Linked DNA regions of Triticum aestivum: region 1 is linked to region 2. Evidence: chromatin contacts called from public Hi-C data. All regions are on one chromosome and are shown on one strand. Each heading gives the region's core, a stretch centred on a gene start, on an enhancer-like site or on the middle of the called end of the contact. The rest is flanking DNA. Distances are from core to core; before and after follow the strand shown.

Region 1 (5,376 bases), core at 2,685-5,184, 780 kb after region 2:
CCAAGGTATCAATCCAGTAGGAGGCTCCTCAAAAGTCCCACGCACCTACACAAACAAACAAAGAACTCGCAACCAATGCAATAAAGGGGTTGTCAATCCCTTCACGGCCACTTGCGAAAGTGATATCTGATAGAGATAGTATGATAAGAGAAATATATTTTTGGTATTTTATGATATAGATTGGAAAAGTAAAGATGCAAATAAAAGTAGATTGAAAGCTTATATGATTAAAGATAGACCCGGGAGCCATAGATTTCACTAGTGGCTTCTCTCAAGATAGCATAAGTATTACGGTGGGTGAACAAATTACTGTCGAGAAATTGATAGAAAAGCGAATAATTATGAGATTATCTAGGCATGATCATGTATATAGGCATCATGTCCGTGACAAGTAGACCGACTCCTGCATGCATCTACTACTATTATTCCACACATCGATCACTATCCAGCATGCATCTAGAGTATTAAGTTCATAAAGAACAGAGTAACGCATTAAGAAAGATGACATGATATAGAGGGATAAACTAATGCAATATGATATAAACCCCATCTTTTTATCCTTGATGGCAACAATACAATACATGCCTTGCTGCCCCTGCTGTCACTGGGAAAGGACACCGCAAGATTGAACCCAAAGCTAAGCACTTCTCCCATTGCAAGAAAGATCAATCGAGTAGGCCAAACCAAACTGATAATTCGAAAAGACTTGCAAAGATAACTTAATCACACATAAAATAATTCAGAGGAGATTCAAATATTTCTCATAGATAAACTTGATCATAAACCCACAATTCATCGGATCTCGACAAACACACCGCAAAAAGAGTTACGTCGAATAGATCTCCAAGAAGATCGAGGAGAACATGGTATTGAGATCCGAAAAGAGAGAAGAAGTCATCTAGCTAATAACTATGGACCCGAAGGTGTGTGGTAAACTACTCACAACTCATCAGAGGGGCTATGGTGTTGATGTAGATGCCCTCCATGGTCGATTCCCCCTCCGCGGAGCGCCGACGAAGGCTCCAAGATGGGATCTCGCGGATACAGAAGGTTACAGTGGTGGAAATAGTTTTTCGTGGTCGCCTTTGATGTTCTCGGGGTACGTGGGTATATATAGGAGGAAGAAGTAGGTCGGTGGCCGTCCGAGGGGCCCACGAGATAGGGGGCGCGCCCTGTAGGGGTGGGCGCGCCCTCCACCCTCGTGGCCGCCTCGGCTGCTTCTTGACTTACACTCCAAGTCCTCTGGATCACGTTCGTTCCAAAAATCACGCTCCCGAAGGTTTCATTCCGTTTGGACTCCGTTTGATATTCCTTTTCTTCGGAACACTGAAATAGGAAAAAAAACAGCAATACGGGCTGGGCCTTCGGTTAGTAGGTTAGTCTCAAAAATGATATGAATGTGTAAAGTAAAGCCCATAAACATCCAAAACGGGTAATATAATAGCATGGAATAATCAAAAATTATAGATACGTTGGAGACGTATCAACCGCGTTCTGCGGCGCTACAAACCGAATGGACGACTCAACGGCGACAAGTAGGTCAGTGCAACCGCGGGAAAGACTTCATGTGGCAGCGTGTACCGCGTGCCATGACCCTACAATCTGAAGGGTGACACAGCAGTAGCGCGTGGGTCGATGTAGGCACGGGGAGGACCTCGGGAGGGCGACACTGCGGTCCGAAGGGACGACGCAACAACAACCCGTGGCTCAATAAGTGGAATGCACGCGTACTCAGGGACGATCTTCACGGTATCCTGTGAAGATGCATGCAACCGGCTGATTAGACCGGTTGCGCGGCGAGGGTGGCGGCGCCCCGATCGGAGAAGGCGAAGACGATGGCCGACATAGATCGACGTGTAGACGATGGCGCGGACGACGCCCGTCAGGCTGCCGCGTCGCGCGAGGTTGCTGAGTCGGAGAAGAGGCCGGTGTAGTTGACGTCCAAGTCGGAGTAGAGGCGTGCAGGGTCGACGGGCGGCTGGCGATGCAAACCAATCTTAGATCAGAAAACAAATGAATGATAATCACACGACCGATGAGACAGAGAAATCCGGATCAATCGATCAGGAAAAAAGACTCTAGGGCAGCCGATCAACACGACCGGCGGACGAACCCTAAATACGGGTTGTTGCGCCCTCGGTGGCGATCATGTAGATCAACCGCCCCAGGGGCGGGGTTGGTGTGGAAGCTGTGACGACACCTAGAGTTTTGGAGCGGGGTTAGGCTGATACCATGTAAGAGGAATAGAGGGGAGATAATTGACGTAATGCGGTGCGTGTTGTATTGAGCCTCTCTAACTATTTTTATAGAATACATGACTTGGAGGACAAGAACCTCCTTCTAAAGATAAGGTAGGAGATGATTAAAAATTAGTCTACCAAATACAAAAGATATGCCTATATACTCTAACAGGCAGCATGTCTTGTAGTCGTCACTAGATAATCCATTAATAATCGTTGTTCAAGGCGGTGTGTATGCGTTTGGAGTAGGTGGCAAGAGAGGTTTTTACCCAACATGTGTGGCAACATAATCTCCGGATCTGAATTTCGGAGGGTGGAGCACATCACATGCACCAACTCGGTAATCCACTAGATAAGAGGACACATTCGGTATGAGAATATTGACCTTGGCACCTTTCAAATAACACCAACTGAGTTTAGGTCACTGTTGCTGCAAACCCTAGGAGAGACGGCAACAGTTTCTTTGATTTGAAGCCTGCTTTGTTTCTCTTTGCTTTGTCCCATACACTAAATCTGTATTGGCCTCACGAAAGGGGCACACATAATCAGCGGCATGCATGTGTGACTGGAACCCCCAGCTGTATGGCCTCCTTTGCTGGAGATTTTGTGTCGGGCACAGTTGTGGTCATTTCGTCGAAGGCTTCCTTTTATGTATACATGAATGTTTACTGTTAGATTTCATGGATTTTGACACCCTTGTATCTCCATCCAGTTAAAATTCTAAAATCTCAACAGTTGAGTTGCCTGACAAATGTGTATGTTGAGGGTCTGCTTGTTAGCTTTACAGGCTTCTCCACAAACCCCGCCCTCCTGCATCCCGGGCTCGCCCCCATTTACTTTTCCTTAACCTACAAAAATTCCAGTTGGGACAGCCCGCCTGCTGTGGGTACTACTACTTCTTACTCCTCTTCTTGTGCGTCAAGTGTGACGTTAAAAAAAAGACAGCGCCTTTTTTTAGTTTTGGTTGGCTGTTTTTGTTTTCTTATATTTTTTTCTTTCAATTTCTTTTTCCATTTTTTCCCGTTTTCCTTGTTTTAGATCCGTGAACTTTCTTTAAAAATTATGAACTTTTCTTAAATTTTTGAACATTTTCTAAAATCAGTGAAGTTTTTTTCAAATCGATGAACATTTTACAAAATTCATGAACTTTTTTATCAAAATCATGAACTTTTTTCAAATGCATGAATGTTTTTTCTGAATCCATGAACTTGTTTCAAATTCATGAACTTTTTTTTCAAAAGCTATGAACTGTTTTCACCTTTCAAGAAAAAATTTAAATGTCATGTTCTTTTTAAATTTTTTGAACTTTTGTGAAATTCGTGAACTTATTTTAAAATCTCATGAACTTTTTAAAATTCATGCACTTTTTAAAATTGGTGAGATTTTTCAGATTCACGGTCTTTTTTTAAGTCCGTGAAATTTTTTCAAACCCATGACTTTCTTCAAATTAGGCATTTTATAGATCTGTGAACTTTTTTCAGATCCATGAATTTCTTTCAAATCCATGAAATTTTCAAATTCACGACCCATTTTAATATCCGTGAAACTATTTTGATTCTCAGTTTTATGTCCTAAAACTCTAAGCCGAAGGGAGCAAAAAGGGAATATCCTATTTGACGCATTCTGCGTCAAAGTGTCGAGGCGCCGCACACCCTTCGACCCGATTTGGGCCGGCCTTTTTATCTCTTCGTTGTTTCTCTCCTTCCTCGCGTTTTCCTCAGACTCCACAGGGGAAGAGAACCCAGCGACTGTTTCTACTCCCCTTCCTCGTTCGTGTGGCAGATCTCGCGTTCATCTGCTTCTTCCTACCGGGATCCTACTCCGGCAAGAGCACCATCGCCCTCGTAAGCAGGTGACGCGCCCATCTCTGCCGATTCGTCCGCGGCAGCGGATTCCTTCTCTTCCTCTTGATTCTTCACTGTCGTTCGCTTCTCATCCGCTTTGCGTCTTTGGAGGCAGGTGGATGGTTCATCTTCATCTGTCTCACCTCATTTTCTCACGCTGATTTTGTGGGTTTCTCATCTGACGTATCTCTTTGATAGAAGCTAGGTTTCCTGATTTCTTCTTTTTTTGCTGTTGGCAGATGGTGTGGCGTGTTTTTCCCCAGGATAGCACTTCAATTTTGGTCCAGGTTTGTCAGATCTTCGCTCCCCTTTTGGTCAGATTTGTGGTTTTCCCCCTTTTTTGTTAGTTTCTTAGCTAACTGTATTTGCCACGTGTTTCTATTTTTGTTGGCAGATTCGGCTCAGATCCAGTAGACCGTTGTTGTTCTACAGGAAAAAGGTAAACCGTTTCATCAAGTACAAGTAGTAGTTCTACTATTTTAGTTCTGGTACTTGGCTTGTTATTCATAAGCTAGGGTGGAGTTTTGGTTTAGGTCTGGTACTTATAGATATAGTGGAATTGTGGTGCCAAGCATATAGTTCTTATTTTCGTACATATGCTGCTTCTACATATAGTGGTATTGATTTTCCACTTTTTTAAACAGCTTTACTTCCCTAGAGTCGATTCATTCCACTAGACCTTCTTTTTGTGTGAACAATCTGTTTGAAACAATCAATCTTCTTTTTTGCTGTTGGCAGATGGTGTGGCGTGTTATTCCACAAACAATCAAATTGTATCACTCAACAGCAAATCAACAAGATAACATCAAACCTGGTTTATTTCCTTTTTCCTATTTTCCATTGTTCGTGTTTTTCTTCTATGGATTTTGTGTCGTAGGAGGCTATCACCTATTAAAAGATTGTCCAGGTAATGAACTGTCTAGTTAGTCTGTACTTCCCTTGAGAACTACCCATTGCAGGGAAGCACCTGAGTTAACCAATCATGCATATTCTTCTTGAAAATGTTTTTCTAATATCTTTAGTTGGCATTTTCAAATGACCTATCTTACTTTTTTATTTGACATGTACAACCATAGGTCTGCTCTGTATTGATTCCTTTACATGGATTTATGGGATGGAAAAATCATGAAGGACTATGATGCTGTGAATTTTCCTGATTTACTGTAAAAAATGATATTTCTTTTCAAGTTTTTCTTTTTATATTGTACTATTGTTAGTAATGCTCTTGACCCCCACACATTCTCTTTCCCGGAGACAACCACTCTATATATCGCTCTTGAGAGCTCTGTTTC
Region 2 (4,620 bases), core at 1,718-4,217:
GGCTACTTGGGAGCAGCGTGACGAATTCCGCCAACACTATCCAGACTTTCAGCTCGAGGACGAGCTGTTTGCGCAGGCGGGGAGAGATGTTATGACCGGACAGGTCTATACTAGGAAGAGGCCCACCGGGCATTAGTATTAGGGGCGTGTCCCGCAAGTTATCTTAGGCAAGTTATCTTAGGCTAAAGTTATAAATACTAGTGGTAAGACACCGTTTGAGATCAAGCAATAAAGATATTATAATCTTCTGTTGCCCGGCTCCCCAAGGAGCCGGAACCCTAGCCGCCTCTCCCAACCCTAGCCGCGACGGCGCCCGACCGCCGGCGCGCCCGCTCCAGCCTCCGTCCCCCTCCTCCCTGTCCATACAACCTACGCCGGAGGCCTGGTAGGAACCCTAGTCCTACCAAATAAACTTCAAGACATGTTGTGGGATATGTATGCTGATATGCATTGTCAAAAGCAGGGCATCTTACCACACTAGTAGAGCCTAGCTGTAGTACACCACGTGGTAACACAGGAATTATTGCAATAGTCTGCGCAACAACCGAACAAGTATAAATTATTAAGAGATCAGAAGTTAAAAAGTCAGTAAATAATCTACCATGCAAGGGCGAAATTCTACTAACCTGAATGCCAGCTCTGAACTGATGATTCATCTCCGCAGCAACCTATCACCACCAGAAGACAACAGCTTATTGTTCCATTATGAAAGGGCACATAACAATTGGGGATAACCAAAACAGCCAGAGCAACAGATAAAATCAAATTGCATTGTTATTAAAAGAAAATTAGAAATCATTATGGAAAAAGATCATGGTTAGCTCAAGCCTGTGTGGCAAATCATGTTAAGTTGTTAACGAGAAACTCTACATGATTTCCACTTGTTCAAATACCATTTGTGTGCTTTTGCAACTAGCTTATCAAGTGACCACTTATGTGGCAGAACAATAGATCAAACTCACTACAAGCCAAAATTTCAACACAGAAGGAACAAATATGTGAGGAAAAAATAACCCCACAAGGATTGTTGCGATGACATAAATTCCTGGACAGCATGCTATTAATGACACAGCAGCAAAAATGAACCAAACAAAACTGAATTAGGGCTACAGGCATGTTTGGTTCATAGCTACTTTGCCACAACTAAACTTAGGCAAACTGTGGATGCCACAAAAAATGTGGCGAACAAAATGGCCACCACAAGTGTGGCAAGATTTGGCAAATAAATGAGTCTATGACATGTGGACCATGTAGTTAGAAAAGTGTGGCAAGCCATAAGTGTGGCAATGAACCAAACACATGCCTAAGGTTTTGTGGCACGACTAATGTTAGGTGTGGCAACCTTAGGCTACAAACCAAACATGCCCTATATTTATATCAGTTCACGAGAACGAAGAAGAAGAATTTATACCTCGGATCTGAGCCTGTGATCATTGGTAGTATCATGGATAATCCACTGATGACTCCCAGTAAAAGCAGCACGGCCGATGGTACTGAAAAAACAGAAAATGTAGCATCTATCCATCAATAAAAGAAATCAACCAAGAACATTGTGCTAGCTAGTAACAAACAAATGATGTTCCCGGTTCTTCCTTACCCTTCTCCAACAATATGAACCTGCGATGCCATAACCTTCCTAACTAGGGCGCACACAGTGCCACCTGATTCACAGCCAACCTCAGAAGCCTCAGATCCAGTTGGACAAGATGCGTGGCCACAGTAGCCATCCTCCCACACTAGATGCCTGCACATCACCAAGGGAAAACAGTGCGCGCAAATCATCAAAGAAAACCCAAATTCCCAGCGCATCAAAAAGTTCATTCCACATTGCATTCAGCATTCCTCCATGATCCCCACATCGTGTCCCCATTTCTCCCTCTCCCAAAAAAGCTTGCACGGAATTGCAACAACATCTCGCACATTCACGCTCTTTTAAGCCTCAGGAGCTAACACGAACTTGCACAGACAAGGTGGTAGTAGCTTTTTGGTTCATGTTCCTTGTTGTAAAGGCGTTACTAAATTTGCAAGCATGAGTGAACGCCCACACGAGCGTACGGGCGTTCTTTTTCCAGGCACTATCTTTCCCACAAGGAAAGGAGTCCCTTATTAGTAATTGCTGAGGAATATACCCATCCTACGAATCTTCCTCGCGGATGCTTCATTCGTACGAGACAAATCTAGCTGAAATGGAATGTTCAAGACTTTGAACCCAGAAAAATGAAGAAAAGACACTGAAGCCTGGGGGGGGGGGGGAGAGAAAAACTAGAACTTGGTTTTGAGATTTTCCGCAAGATCGAGCGGGGGGAGAAGATTGTGACAAAAAAAGAAGTCCAAGAGAAGGATGGAAGGCTTACACGGGGTCAGCAGCGCCGATGGCCTTCCAGAAGACGGCGTAAGACCACCCGACCTCCTCGCAGAGCCGCCGCAGCGCCTCCCCCACCGCCATCCCCGCAGCCCCACAGCCCAACGGAACCCTAACGAGCAAACCCTAGCTTCTTCGACGGGGGGAGAGAGGGCGACGAAAAGACGAGCAAGGACGCTGCTGCCTCCCTAGGCGCAGCGAGAGCCGGCGCGCCCGGCCTGCCTCGCGCGGACCCCGCCGTCCCTCTGCTCTGCCGCAACAGGAACGCCAACACTTGCTCCGTTGGCCGCCGGCGCGCGGCAAGCGGCCATCAGTGGGGCTCGCCACCAGCCGCGGGCGCTGGTCCCAGCGTCGGTGGGGACCTCGGGACCACGGCGCAGCACCAGAGATGGCCGGCAGGAGAATGGCGCGGGGTCCCCGGAGGAGCGTCGCAGCCGCACGGCGGCGGGCGAGCGAGCAATGCGGTCTTGGATTTGGCTGCCGCTGCGCGTCCTCGTCAATCTCTTTGTTCCTTCTCCGCTTTCGCTTTGGTTTCTCACTCTGGTCTGGTTTGGGAGTCTTTGGCCTCTCTAGGGTGTGCTTGGCTTGTGTGAGTGTGTGAGTAAAATTTCGCTCTGGCTTTTTCTTTGTCGCTTTCTTTGGTTGCCCCTCCTTTTCCTTTGGCCATCGCGGCTCCCGAGGCGGGCATCATTCCCTCCACGAGGGGCAGGATGGGCATTCCCCCAGCTACCCCTCCTTTTCCTTTATGTATTTTCACCTAGGTTAAATAGTGCTCCTCTCCAACACATCACCATCCGCTAACAGCTAATATTGATCTAACTATAACCCTATGGTCTTATTCAAAACATATCTGAATTTACTGAATTAATTGTTTAAAACTACTCCCTCCGTTTTATATATATAAGAGCATTTTTTAGCATCTTCAAGGCGGACCCGTAAACCTCCACAACCATTCGAACAGCGTTGTTCGGATCGCGGAAGCCATCCAAGGATGTCCTGTAACGGTCCGCGGGGCGGTCCGGGCACGATTTCTTCCGCAAACCGGAGACAAAACATGGGGGCTTTGAGAGAGTCCGGACCAATCCCAAACCCGCTTCTGACCGCCCTGTCCCACCAAAGCCCTTCCTCCCCCTTCCGCGTGCTTTCTCGCCCGGCGCCGACTTCCCACATTATGCCGCTATAGAGCGTGTCGCTCAACATTGAAGACGGCTCAGGACTGACGCGACCTCTCACCGCCGCCGCCATTGAAGCGACGCGTCGGCCGAGAGCGACGCGTCTCTGGTGTCCGCGTTGTTCAATGCCGGAGGCGCATGACTGGACGGGACATGATGGATATCTACCACGCATGTTCAATGTTGTTGTCCGTCCGTATGCCGACATTGACCAGGCTCACCGGCCAAGAAACCCACTCCGGCGCCATGCATTGACGCACCCAGACGCCTCGCCTCGCCTCGCCGGAATACGCTATTTAAAGACGGCTATACCCGGCTAACTCCACACCACAACACAAGCCCATACCCATCCTTTTTCCTTGCATGCATCTGCCATGACTGCAGGCGGCGAAGCTTTGTGGGAGAGCCTTTCTACGAGCACGTCGTGGCCACGCTCGCCACCGCCTGGCAGAGCCGCCGTGCCAAGCGAATCGAGACTGGCTTGCCGGCCAGCTCGCCCGAGGTCTCCAACGACGAGGACAAGACCACGATGAAGACGTGCTCCGACGACATCGCCCCGGCTCCCGTGCCTCCTGTGCACGACGTCATCACCATGGAGCAGGCCCAGGCGCACTACAAAGCCGCCATGGTGGAGGTGCGACCTGCGCCGACGAGCCACTCGCCATGGTAGAGGCCACGGGGAACCCCAACTTTGTGGCGGAGCAGCATGCCATCTATAATGCCATCCGTGCTCAAGCAGCCGCTCCCTAGGAAGTGGCCGCCGCGGAGGTGCAGTTGCAGGCGATCGCGGAGGAGAACAACGCCAGGTGTGCCTCCTACATGTTGTCGACAAACCATCAGGCGGGCCGGTGGGGCGATGACAGCGCCGGCACCACCATTTCCATCGTAGACCTCACATCCACCGGCGACGGATAGGTCGCTGACTCCTCCGAGGATGAGTAGGCCACAGGAGGCGGCATGGCTTGGTGTCACATATGGGTCGGCCCGTCTCTGGTGTTCTACTCTTCCTCGTGCGGCAACCGCATCTTCACTTCATCGGTCTTATCGCCGGTGCTCATGAAGATGGCGGATGAAGGACAACACGGG

What was found. A called contact is a pair of places that touch in the nucleus more often than the background predicts.
Region 1: a Hi-C map of leaf shows a contact between it and region 2, with 6 times the contacts expected there. The contact joins the enhancer-like site here to the promoter of LOC123111124 in region 2. A contact is called at or near these places in 2 of 5 Hi-C or Micro-C datasets (both in leaf).

The regions. Positions count from the first base shown.
Region 1 is chr5B:229,515,102-229,520,477 of IWGSC CS RefSeq v2.1, forward strand. It overlaps LOC123114726, which reads left to right. Exons shown (of 7, transcript XM_044536154.1): 3 at 3,875-4,092; 4 at 4,324-4,371; 5 at 4,479-4,523; 6 at 4,823-4,898. Among protein-coding and RNA genes, the nearest start is that of LOC123114726, 16 kb to the left of the region's middle. Within about 2 kb of position 3,935, at least 6 of the 8 cell types and tissues checked have an H3K27ac peak or open chromatin away from gene starts, as enhancers often do. A contact at or near this core is called in leaf, where this site is marked.
Region 2 is chr5B:228,735,448-228,740,067 of IWGSC CS RefSeq v2.1, forward strand. It overlaps LOC123111124 (transcription factor LHW), which reads right to left and starts at 2,968. Exons shown (of 10, transcript XM_044531814.1): 1 at 2,355-2,968; 2 at 1,598-1,744; 3 at 1,412-1,493; 4 at 627-668; 5 at 474-533. The coding sequence starts at 2,446.